2 separate regions of the Zea mays genome follow, and region 2 is linked to region 1. A link is a contact called in public Hi-C data. All regions are on one chromosome and are shown on one strand. Each heading gives the region's core, a stretch centred on a gene start, on an enhancer-like site or on the middle of the called end of the contact. The rest is flanking DNA. Distances are from core to core; before and after follow the strand shown.

Region 1 (5,015 bases), core at 1,588-4,087:
GAACTTTTTGGGTAGTACTTACTAGTGCTTTATGTGGTTTTGGGTATAAGGATACATTATTCATGATCACACTTTTATTATCTATTTATTATTACTGTTCATGATAAGATCATTATGTTAATTGGAACATGGAGCGACCACCCGGAAAAACAGTGCTACCACAAGGGTTTAATGGGACGCCCTTGGCTGATTAATTAGGAAAGCAATTGGAAGACTACCTTACCCGAAAGGGGCAAGGGCAGTAGGGGAGTGGTCAGTGTAGGGAGGTCCTTGGGATGATTTTGCTGCGATGGCGATCATGCGAGGGATCCCTGCATTGGAGCTTCCTATAAACTGTAGCGGGTCTTCTGAAGCTAGTGGAACTTTGAAAAGACCTCGTAGTGTTATCCTGCCTCGCCTTCTCGGTAGAGGTGTATGGGAAGTCGCGATCTCTTGGCAGATGGGTAACATGACTTGTGGGTAAAGATGCGCAACCTCTGCAGAGTGTAAAACTGCTATACTAGTCGTGCTCACGGTCATGAGCAGCTCGGACCCTCACATGATTAAATTATGGAACTAAATTCAATTTGTCATATGCATTGCCTCGCAGGTGAGGTTGTTACTTTTGTTCTACTATTTAATTGGGTTGGTATTTACTTGTACTTAGTAACTGCTAATAAAATTTTGGTCAACTTTAAAAGCAATGCTCATCTCTAACCATCCTCTTTGGTAAGTCTTACACTTCACGTGAGCTACCATCTTTGGCGAGTTCATGCACATTATTCCCCATAACTTGTTGAGCGATGAACGTATGTGAGCTCACTCTTGCTGTCTCACACCCCCACAGGTCAAGAACAGATACCACCGGATGAGGCGCATGGAGGATGCTGCGATGTGTTCGTGAGAGGTCTAGGTCATCGTCTCCCAGTCAACTTTGGGTTGTTGGACTGTTATCTCCTTATAATGTATTTATTTATTTATTTTGTATAGAATTCCTGTTATGTAGTAAAGATGTGACATTCGATCATTTGTCATGATTCATCATATGTGTGAGACTTGGTCCTAGCACACCTGGTGATTATGTTCACGCCCGGATCTTGGTGCCCCGAAACCCGGGTGTGACATGACCACAATCTTAGACCTATGAGAGTAGATGCCTCATAAATATAAGAAAACACATTAAGTGCAAACCAACATGCATGATGAGAGAGTGTATTTAAAAATATACCAAAAAAATAGAAAGACCATTTTGAAAGTTGATACATGATATAACGGTTGTTTAAAAAAATTATCATGACTGTTTCTATGGTTTACACCATATGATTGATTCGTATCCCTTAAAATAATATTCTAAAAGGATAGTCTGGGATCATTACTACTCAAACTATGTCAATTTAGAGGCGTAAGGGCTTATGAAAATTTCAGTCGTCTCTAAAAACACGTAAAGCACATAAATCCATTTAAATTGTAAAAAATATGTACATTATCAATATAACATTAAAATTTTCGGCAGGACAGATCACATGTGAGATTCATTCAAACATAGACAAGAACGTAAAAGGTGAACCAAATCACTACAACATGGGCATACAACTTCCACCTCGGCGACCACCTCCTTAATTCTGCGTCGCCTAATCCTGTTTGTTTGGGCTTTTTTCAGCTTCTGGTCACCAAAAGCTGTTGCGGACTGCCAAACGCTCCAGTTTTTTAGCCTGCGTCTATAAGAATCATTTAGGTAAAAACCATTCAAAATCAACATGAACACATAATCGGTCGAGTCATCACGATAGTAGAAATTCACCGCTTTCTAGATCCTATACCCTTTGGACCACTTCATCTTTCTCCACACTTAATCCCCACGATACTCAGATTCTTCACACAATTAGAATCTCTTTACAGTCATATTCTTAGAAAAGTTGTTCAGAAAAAAGTTGAACCAAACAGGTCCGACATGGCTCCTTTTGATACTCCAGCGTTGGTGCCATGAATCTACTAGGTCTGAACTTTCGGCCTAGATAGGTGGTTGAGGCAGAAATCTTCCGTAATTTTGCTTTGTAAATATGCCACGAATGTTTTGTTTTGTCTCCTCGGAGTTCATCATGGTTTTGGCCATCATTTCAGTGGTGGTTGGCTCTGCTGATGGTTTTGGCCTAAAATATTTTTTTGTCACCTCTTAGGCCGTCGATCGGTTTCCATATCTACACTAGTTCTTTTGAGTGTTCTTTGTTTGAGCTTTTCTTCAACTTCGATATCATGATGGAGGTCCTAATTTCATTCAGTAGCATAGACGACATTGGGAAGCAGAGAAAGAAGCACACTACGTGATTGGTTGCATGTATAGAGATAACCAGGCTCCCCGCGTGCTTTGACCAAACACGAGATTCTGATTAGTTGCTTGAATATGAGGATGCTGGCCAGCATGCTGGCGTGCAGGCTAGGCCTTTTTTTTCACTACCCGTCTGCACGTGTGGAGATGACGCTAATGACGATCGCTGAGGAGCCAGGCGCACGGGAGGCCTGCGTATGGGAGCCACTCAACCAATCAGCCGGACAATGAACGATCATCAGCAAGAAACCACGTTCGCCACGCCGCCGACGCGATCAAATCCTCTGCAGGTACATTTAAATCCTTTTATTTGCGTAAACAAGGTTCCGGTGATGCCCGACAGTTTAAATTTAAATTATGGAAATCGATCAGGTCGTCCTTCGGTCTTTTGTCGCTAGATCTTTGGCCTCTAATTACTCCTTTCCGAACGATCATGATTCATGAGTGGTATTTTGGGCAATGCACGGACTTTATCGCAATATGTTGGGCTTTTTTATTCCCACTATCTAGCCTGTGGCCACTGTCGGCCCAATTAGGTGTCGATCTTTCTTCCATTTTGGCCACTCCTATGACAACCATCAATTCACGTCATCACGCTTGTGACTCTATATAGTCTGTTGTTGGTCTCTTGCTTTTTTTATTACTAAATCAACGCAATTGTTAAACATTATGAACCTTCGTCTTTCGAAGCGTTATCGCCTTTCGAGCATAACAATTGTTTATTTTAGTATGTGATCTATTTATAGGTATGGGACGCAACCCAAGTAAAAGTACATTTATGACCCTGACATATACACATAATCCTAATACAAACATTAAGGATTAACGAGCCTTTTTCTCTTTGGCTCAACATCGTGTTAAACCTTCGTAACCACCTTGAGCCGAAGTTGCAATCCTTTGGCGCTTTGCGCATGCTTGTTGCAGCTTCGGCACTCAGTTCCATTGTTTATAGGAGATTTCTCCATCCTAAGGACCTTCGGCAAAGAAAGAGACCCCCAACGGTGCTTGGTCGTTTTTTCATAACGAGCTCGATCCGCGAAAAAGACGAAGGCTTCTGAATGCTGAAGATCCGAAAACACCTTCCCTGAGCTTGTTATTAAAAAACGAATAAAAAGCTACGGCCTGTGCCGCTCCACCGATCAGTCAGTATGAGCGATACAATGGTTCGCCTTCTTCACCTGCAAGGCTATATAAACAGATGAGTTGGTGAGAAATTACCACATCATTCATTGCTATTGCATCGTTGTGCTGTTGAAAATTTTTACTGAAGCCGAAGCTTTCCATCATCTGTGCACTTGTTGTGTAGCCTTCGAACAATCGTCAAGTTAGTTGAAATTTAGCTTCGTCTTAAGAACTGAAATGACTAGGATCAGGTCTTTTACTAAAGCCGAGGCTAGGGTGGATGTGGTGGCTACCACGAGCTGTAAGAAGCTTGTCATGGACATGCACTACGAGGCGTGCATCTAGGCCATTATCACTTACCATGACTCTGTCCTTAGGGAGAAGGTGAGCAAGGACACCTAATCCATGTCGTTGACTTGGGACCAGTACTTGCAGATAAATATAGAACATTAATATTGATATTAATGGCTAGTTTGGGAACCTCATTTCCCCAAGTGTTTTTTATTTTCCCAAGGGAAATTAGTTCATTTTCCCTTGTGAAAATAGAAATCTCTTGGGAAAATGGAGTACCCAATCTAGCCCTAAAGATGCTTAATTTTATCTTCTGATATGTCGTGTACTTGTTTTTTGTAGATGATTCCTTATTGGTGCGCAGCACATCCTGAGTGTTGGGAGCAGATGGTGCAAAGGTGGTGCTCGACCGAGTAGGACGAGGCACACAACGCTAGCCGGGAATGATGTTTGATGATCCAAGGTCCCTCCCACCACAAAGGTAGTCACAGCCTCGACAAATATGAAGAAGCATGAGTACGCACACTCTTTAATTTAGTCTAACTTTCGATTAGGCATGATTTCTAACCATCTCATTGGTTTTCTCGCAGTCGGCGTTGTAAGGAAAATGGACCCCGGGCCATTTGGCTAAGTAAGTTTTGGTGTTTGATGATTAACACAATCTGTGGACTAACAAGTTTCCTAGTGTTTATGTTTGTAGTTCACAGGATGCAAGAACTACTTGGACTAAGGAATTGAGGAAAGCAACACCTCAAAAGAAGACATTAAGAAGATCAAGAAAAGTCCAAGAAAGGAGGCGTGTGCTGCCTGCGGACTGTCCGGTGCCCACACACCAGACTGTCCGGTGCACCTGGGAACTGCAGCCCAACGGCTAGTTCCAGGTGGCACCCGGAGCCTGCGGCGCCAACGGTCACCTGCTCTGACAGGAGTCGGACAGGCAACGGCTAGGCGCACCGGACAGGCTACAGTGCTGTCCGGTGCACACCGGACTGTCCGGTGTGCCGCAGAGAGCAGCAGCTTTTCTCCAACGGCTACAATTGTGTTGGGGGCTATAAATACACCCCCAACCGGCCATTCTCAGGTGTGGGAGCCCAAGCAACATACCAAGGCATATTGTAGACATTTCCAAGTGCTCAAACACCCAAGTGCTTAATAGAATCACTCGGTGATTAGCGTAGGTGCTTTGGGAAGTGCTTAGGTTAGTTAGACCGCATTAGCGCTTGCTCTAGGTGAATCCTAGTTAGTTGAGTGAGTTTAGACAAACCACACAACCCCTCGGCTCTTGCGCGGGCCGTTG
Region 2 (5,015 bases), core at 1,316-3,815, 90 kb before region 1:
TACCCATTCATATTCGAATTCGATCCGTCTAAGAGGGCTGAAATCCGATCCGTATATGAGTCTAGGTATTCAGTATCTAATCCATATCCAATCTATATTTATATACGTATACTCAAAGTTGGATATTTAAGATATCAATATTCATTCAAATCGATAATATTCGTATTCGATTCGAATCTGAAGAGAAAATATGAAAACAAATATACAACAAAAAATATCCATCTATATTTGATTTAATATTATCCTTAGGATAACTTAAAGAATAACTAGATGAGTGTGAATGTAGGTTTGAAGGCCAACAACTATGATTTTGAATCCTCATTTATGTATAATTTTATCTTTTGTAATATTTAAAGGTGGAGGAGCATGACCACAGGTGAAAATCGTGGAACCATGAAAAATGATGTTTTATATAGTAGAGATTATTGTAAACATTATCTATTAAATTAATTTAAAACTAGCATATAGTATGTGGTAATGCTATGATCCCGTGGAGAGGAGAGGTCGATGACAACGTGAGGGGAGGGGTTGATGGCGGTGGCGGGAGTGAGGGGGAGGGCGACGAAATGAGGGATGATCCGAATAATATTGTCCATTGGATTTAAGTGAGTGAGAGAGGGGTTATCTAGCAATCCAAACCGTTTGTTTTGATGGTGTATTAAGTCTGCATGTAATTTGTTTTGTGGATTTAGTGAAGGTTATGGATATAGGGGTGATTTGGTTGGTTTGGTTTTGCAAAGTTTAAACTGGTGGATAAGTAAATGAAGATATTAGAAGTTATTATGAGATAACTTAGGGATGTAAATATCTCTTATCCGTATACATATACTCAAAGTTAGATATTTAAGATATCAATATCCATTCAATTTTTATCATCACAAATCGATAATATCCGCACCCGATTCGATCCGAAGAGAAAATGTGGAAACAAATATAAAATAAAGAACCATTTGTATCTGATCCGATTTTATCCCTAGGATAACTTAAAGAATAACTAGACGGATGTGAATGTGGGTGTGAAGGCCAACAAGCATGATTCAAATCCTCATTTATATAATTTTGACATTTGTAATATTTAAACGTGGAGGAGTCCTAAGGACGACTGTAAAAATTGGTGGAAGCCTGAAAACTGATGCTTCCTTTATATAGTCTATTAAATTATTTTAAGATTATATGGTACTATATTATATAAGACCGTATACGAGAGAATACTGAGATAACTTAGCGTCCATCATAGCTCAGAGAGTCACAGTCGTCTACTGTTTTTTATTGATATATATACTGTGTTTTGTATAGGTCAGAACAAGAGAACGATCATCCAAAACGCTATCATCAACTCTGTTAGAAACAGGCAAACAGCTTAGAACGTAACCCCGTAGACACTACACTAGTAGGGCTGCTGGTGTGCGCAGTCGAGGTTGGGGCCGGCGTCAACGTTGAAGATATGGCAGTACCTCTGGTAGAAGCCAATCCGGTTGTTGACCCGGGCATCGTCGGTGCGGTTGCACTCGAGGCCGCCGTTGACGATGTTGGTGACGAGGCCAAAGCCGGGCGTCCGGTTGGCCGCGGCGTCGGCGGGCGTGGGGCGGTACTCTCCGACCATGACCTCGTGGCACGACGGCTTGGGGCGGCGCGGCGTCATCCAGAACCAGAGCGCCGTCCGGAACGCGGTCTGGGAGCAGTTGGCCACCAGCTCCGGGTTGCGCAGGCCGTCGAAGCCCAGCGCCTGGCCCGCCGGCCCGTAGTTGAAGTTCCAGGAGAGCTGGATGGGGCCCCGACCGTGGTAGGACTTGCCCGGGTAGCACGGCCACTGCTCGTCCGTCGCGTCGCAGTAGTTGCTCGCCGGCTTGATCTCCTCCTTGTAGCACAGGCCCCACGCGTACTGGCCGTCCGGCGCCGTCGCCCACCCGCCTGTGGTCTCGTGAGAGATTTGCGCGAGGAAGGCCGCGACCTCGCGTTTGCGGGTGCTGAGGTCGCCAGTGGCGGCGAACGTGGGGAACGTCCTGGCGGCCTGGATGAAGGAGGCATAGGTGTAGAAGCCCTTGGCGGGGCAGGCGTCGTCGTCCTTGTGCAGGAACAGGGAGCCGTACAGCTGCTCGCTGACGAGGGCCGCCACAGGGACAACAGGGGCAGGGGCAGGCCTCCTCCACTGCCCAGGGCCGCCGTACCTCGCCTCTGCTACGCCGATGACAAGGAAAGCGACCACGGAAGCAGCAGTCCACAAGGCGCAAGAATACGCCGCCATTGTCGATGATGATGGTTGTGATTGCGATCAAGTCACGGCCGGGTGCCTGCCACAAGTGATCTGTGCGTCGGGTTCCCCTTGGATTACGGAATTAATGGGTGCTGTGTGTGCTGGAGCGGCATGTTCGCACAGGCGTGCTCGCTCTACATATATATAGAGGTTTTAATTCTGCTCTAGTGGAGGAGCGTCGGGACGCATGGAAGAGACAAGAACGGCCGGCCGGCCGCCGGCCGATGGTGGTGGTGGTGGTGGTGGTGGTGGTGAGGCGGTGACTGGTGGTGAGCGCACTGGTCCACCGCGCGCGCCATCACTAGTTGCACGACCAAATGCATATGCAGTAGACAGACTAGAGTAGGGATGGCAGTAGGTAAGGTAACCAGTAGGCACATGAAGCCATACCCATACCCACTAGGAAAAAATTGACCCATACCCATACCCACTACCCATCATGGGTACAAAATTACGCCATACCTATACCCACTATGGATAGCGGGTACCCATACCCATTAACATTACGATAGACATGATCATTTGAATCGCAAAAATAAGTATCAGCATAATAAATGTATCGAACCTAACATAATTTTATCACAGATTCAACAATATTCAACATTAAATGGCAATATCATGCCTTCAAATCACACAAAACATAGCATTGATTCTACCCGTGCCCTAATAGGGTTTTTACCCATCGGGAGCAAATTCATTTTATATGAGACATAAATCCGGACTCACATGTCATATATTAGCGGGTTCCCCATCGGGTAGCGGGTATGGGGCAACAGAGAACATACCCACGCCCACCATACCCGATGGGCATAACAAATGACCCAATAAAATACTCATGGGTATCAAAATCTGACATACCCGTGCCCTAATAGGGTTTTTACCCATCGGGTTTCGGCTTTCGGGTACCCATTGTCATCCCTAGACTAGAGATATGCATGGGTATAGTGGAGATTATTGTAGTGCGTGCATGGCAGCAAACTGGGCGTTCCATTAGCAAATGGGATGATGGGTGGGTGACTGGGTGTTTGGCATTACTCGTGCTTAACTACGTGCGCAGCAGAGATTTGAACAGGTCAGCTAATAATTGCCTCCTTTCCAGGGTTAATTTGACCGATGCGGGTGGACTCGTGTTCACTCCTTTTTTAGTGCACGGCCTGCTGCAAATAAAATGTGCCATGTGCCTTAATTTTCCAACGAATCCACGACAAAATATCAATCTATCTACGATTCGATTTTCAATCCATGTACGTGTCAGTGACGCAACGCAGTAAAAAAAATGGCATAATGTACAGGCTGACAAGTGCTTCGAATTAATTAAGTTTTTTTGAATGGTTTTACCCAATAATTACTTGAACATTTGAAACCTTGAAACATCTCTTATCTCTTTAGAGCAAGGCTAATAGAAGAACTAACCGAAGGCTGCATAATTTTGCCTTATCATCAAGAGCTAACAATAAAACCATTACATATAGGTCCTGTTTGGTATGTCTCCAACTCCAAACTCTAGGGTGGAGTTGATTGGAGCCAGCTAAACACCTCAACTTCATCTTTTTTTTAGCAAGCCCAACTCTATGGAGTTCCTAGAGCTCTAGTTTATTTTGGTGGAGTACCTCTTTCACAGCTCCAAAACGCTTTAAAATAAACCAATACGTGGAGTTAAATGAAAATTAACCACCAATGCCATTAGTTACACAAAAAACGATTCGTTTTCTTTCTTTCCTCCCGTCAGCCTCATACGCCGTCGCGATTGCCCCCGACAGCGCCATCAGCTGCGCCGCCCCCTCCTACACTAGACCTTTCTGCCTGCTGGCAGCCGCCAGCGCCTAGTTCGCTGGTCCCGGCAGCTGCCCCTCCCCCGGTTCGCAGGTCCCGGCCGCCCCTCCTCCCCCAGTTCGCCAGTCCCAGCTGCACGCCCCTCCTACGTGTGCCCTCCTCTCTTGACTTGAAGGTACTCCCTCTCTATCAATCTAATTAGTGTTTAGTTTTTGCATTTAATTTGTGTAATGCCTTGAAATTGTACATACTTTGAACTTTAGTTGCTACTTGTATTGTTAGAATGAATTAATTTTCAGAACTAGATGTCATTTTAAATTTCAGAATTGGATGCTCATATCTCTTATGCCTTTGATAACTAGCACTTGGTTATTTGGGATAGCATGTGTTACTGAAATAAAATTTGTGAGTTCTAATAGATGCCAGAAATTGATTGGAATCTTGAGAACACACGGTTGTTTGTAACTTGTTTGCCGAACAAGTTGGCAAAGGGAATCGACCAAACACTTACCTCAAGTCAGTTGGGTATGCTGAGGTGGAGAAAGGATTCAAAGATAGGACATGTATTATTGATGTTACGAAGTCACAGCTCAAGAATAAATGGGACAAGTTGAAAGAAGATTTCAAGGTATGGAGGAAACTTAAGTTGAGGCAAAGAGGAAGGGGTTGGAACCATGAAAAAGGCAATGTTGATATGGATGATGATTGGTGGAAAAGAGCTAGACCGGTAAGTGATATATAATTTTTCAATGAATATGTAATTTATTGGATGATGCTTGTGTTATTTATATATTCAAGATGCATATACTTTTCAGGATATACCAGGATGTCGAAAGTTCAGGATACACTATTGCCACGTGTATCCTATGTTTTCTTTATTTCTTTTCTAATTGCTATTGCCAATGTACTTTTTCGTTGCTTGTCGTGAGTTTCGTCATGTGGAACCATATTGTACTTTTTTCATTAATGCAAAACTAAAATGAAACCA

What was found. A called contact is a pair of places that touch in the nucleus more often than the background predicts.
Region 2: a Hi-C map of leaf shows a contact between it and region 1, with 6 times the contacts expected there. The contact joins the promoter of LOC103634645 here to the enhancer-like site in region 1. A contact is called at or near these places in 4 of 25 Hi-C or Micro-C datasets (bundle sheath, ear, leaf and 1 more).

What each region holds. Positions count from the first base shown.
Region 1 is chr8:1,053,118-1,058,132 of Zm-B73-REFERENCE-NAM-5.0, reverse strand. No RefSeq gene overlaps it. Among protein-coding and RNA genes, the nearest start is that of LOC100278048, 27 kb to the left of the region's middle. Within about 2 kb of position 2,837, at least 8 of the 20 cell types and tissues checked have an H3K27ac peak or open chromatin away from gene starts, as enhancers often do. A contact at or near this core is called in leaf, where this site is marked.
Region 2 is chr8:1,143,166-1,148,180 of Zm-B73-REFERENCE-NAM-5.0, reverse strand. It overlaps LOC103634645 (chitinase 10), which reads right to left and starts at 2,565. Exons shown (of 1, transcript XM_008657242.4): 1 at 1,213-2,565. The coding sequence starts at 2,245. The coding sequence ends at 1,388.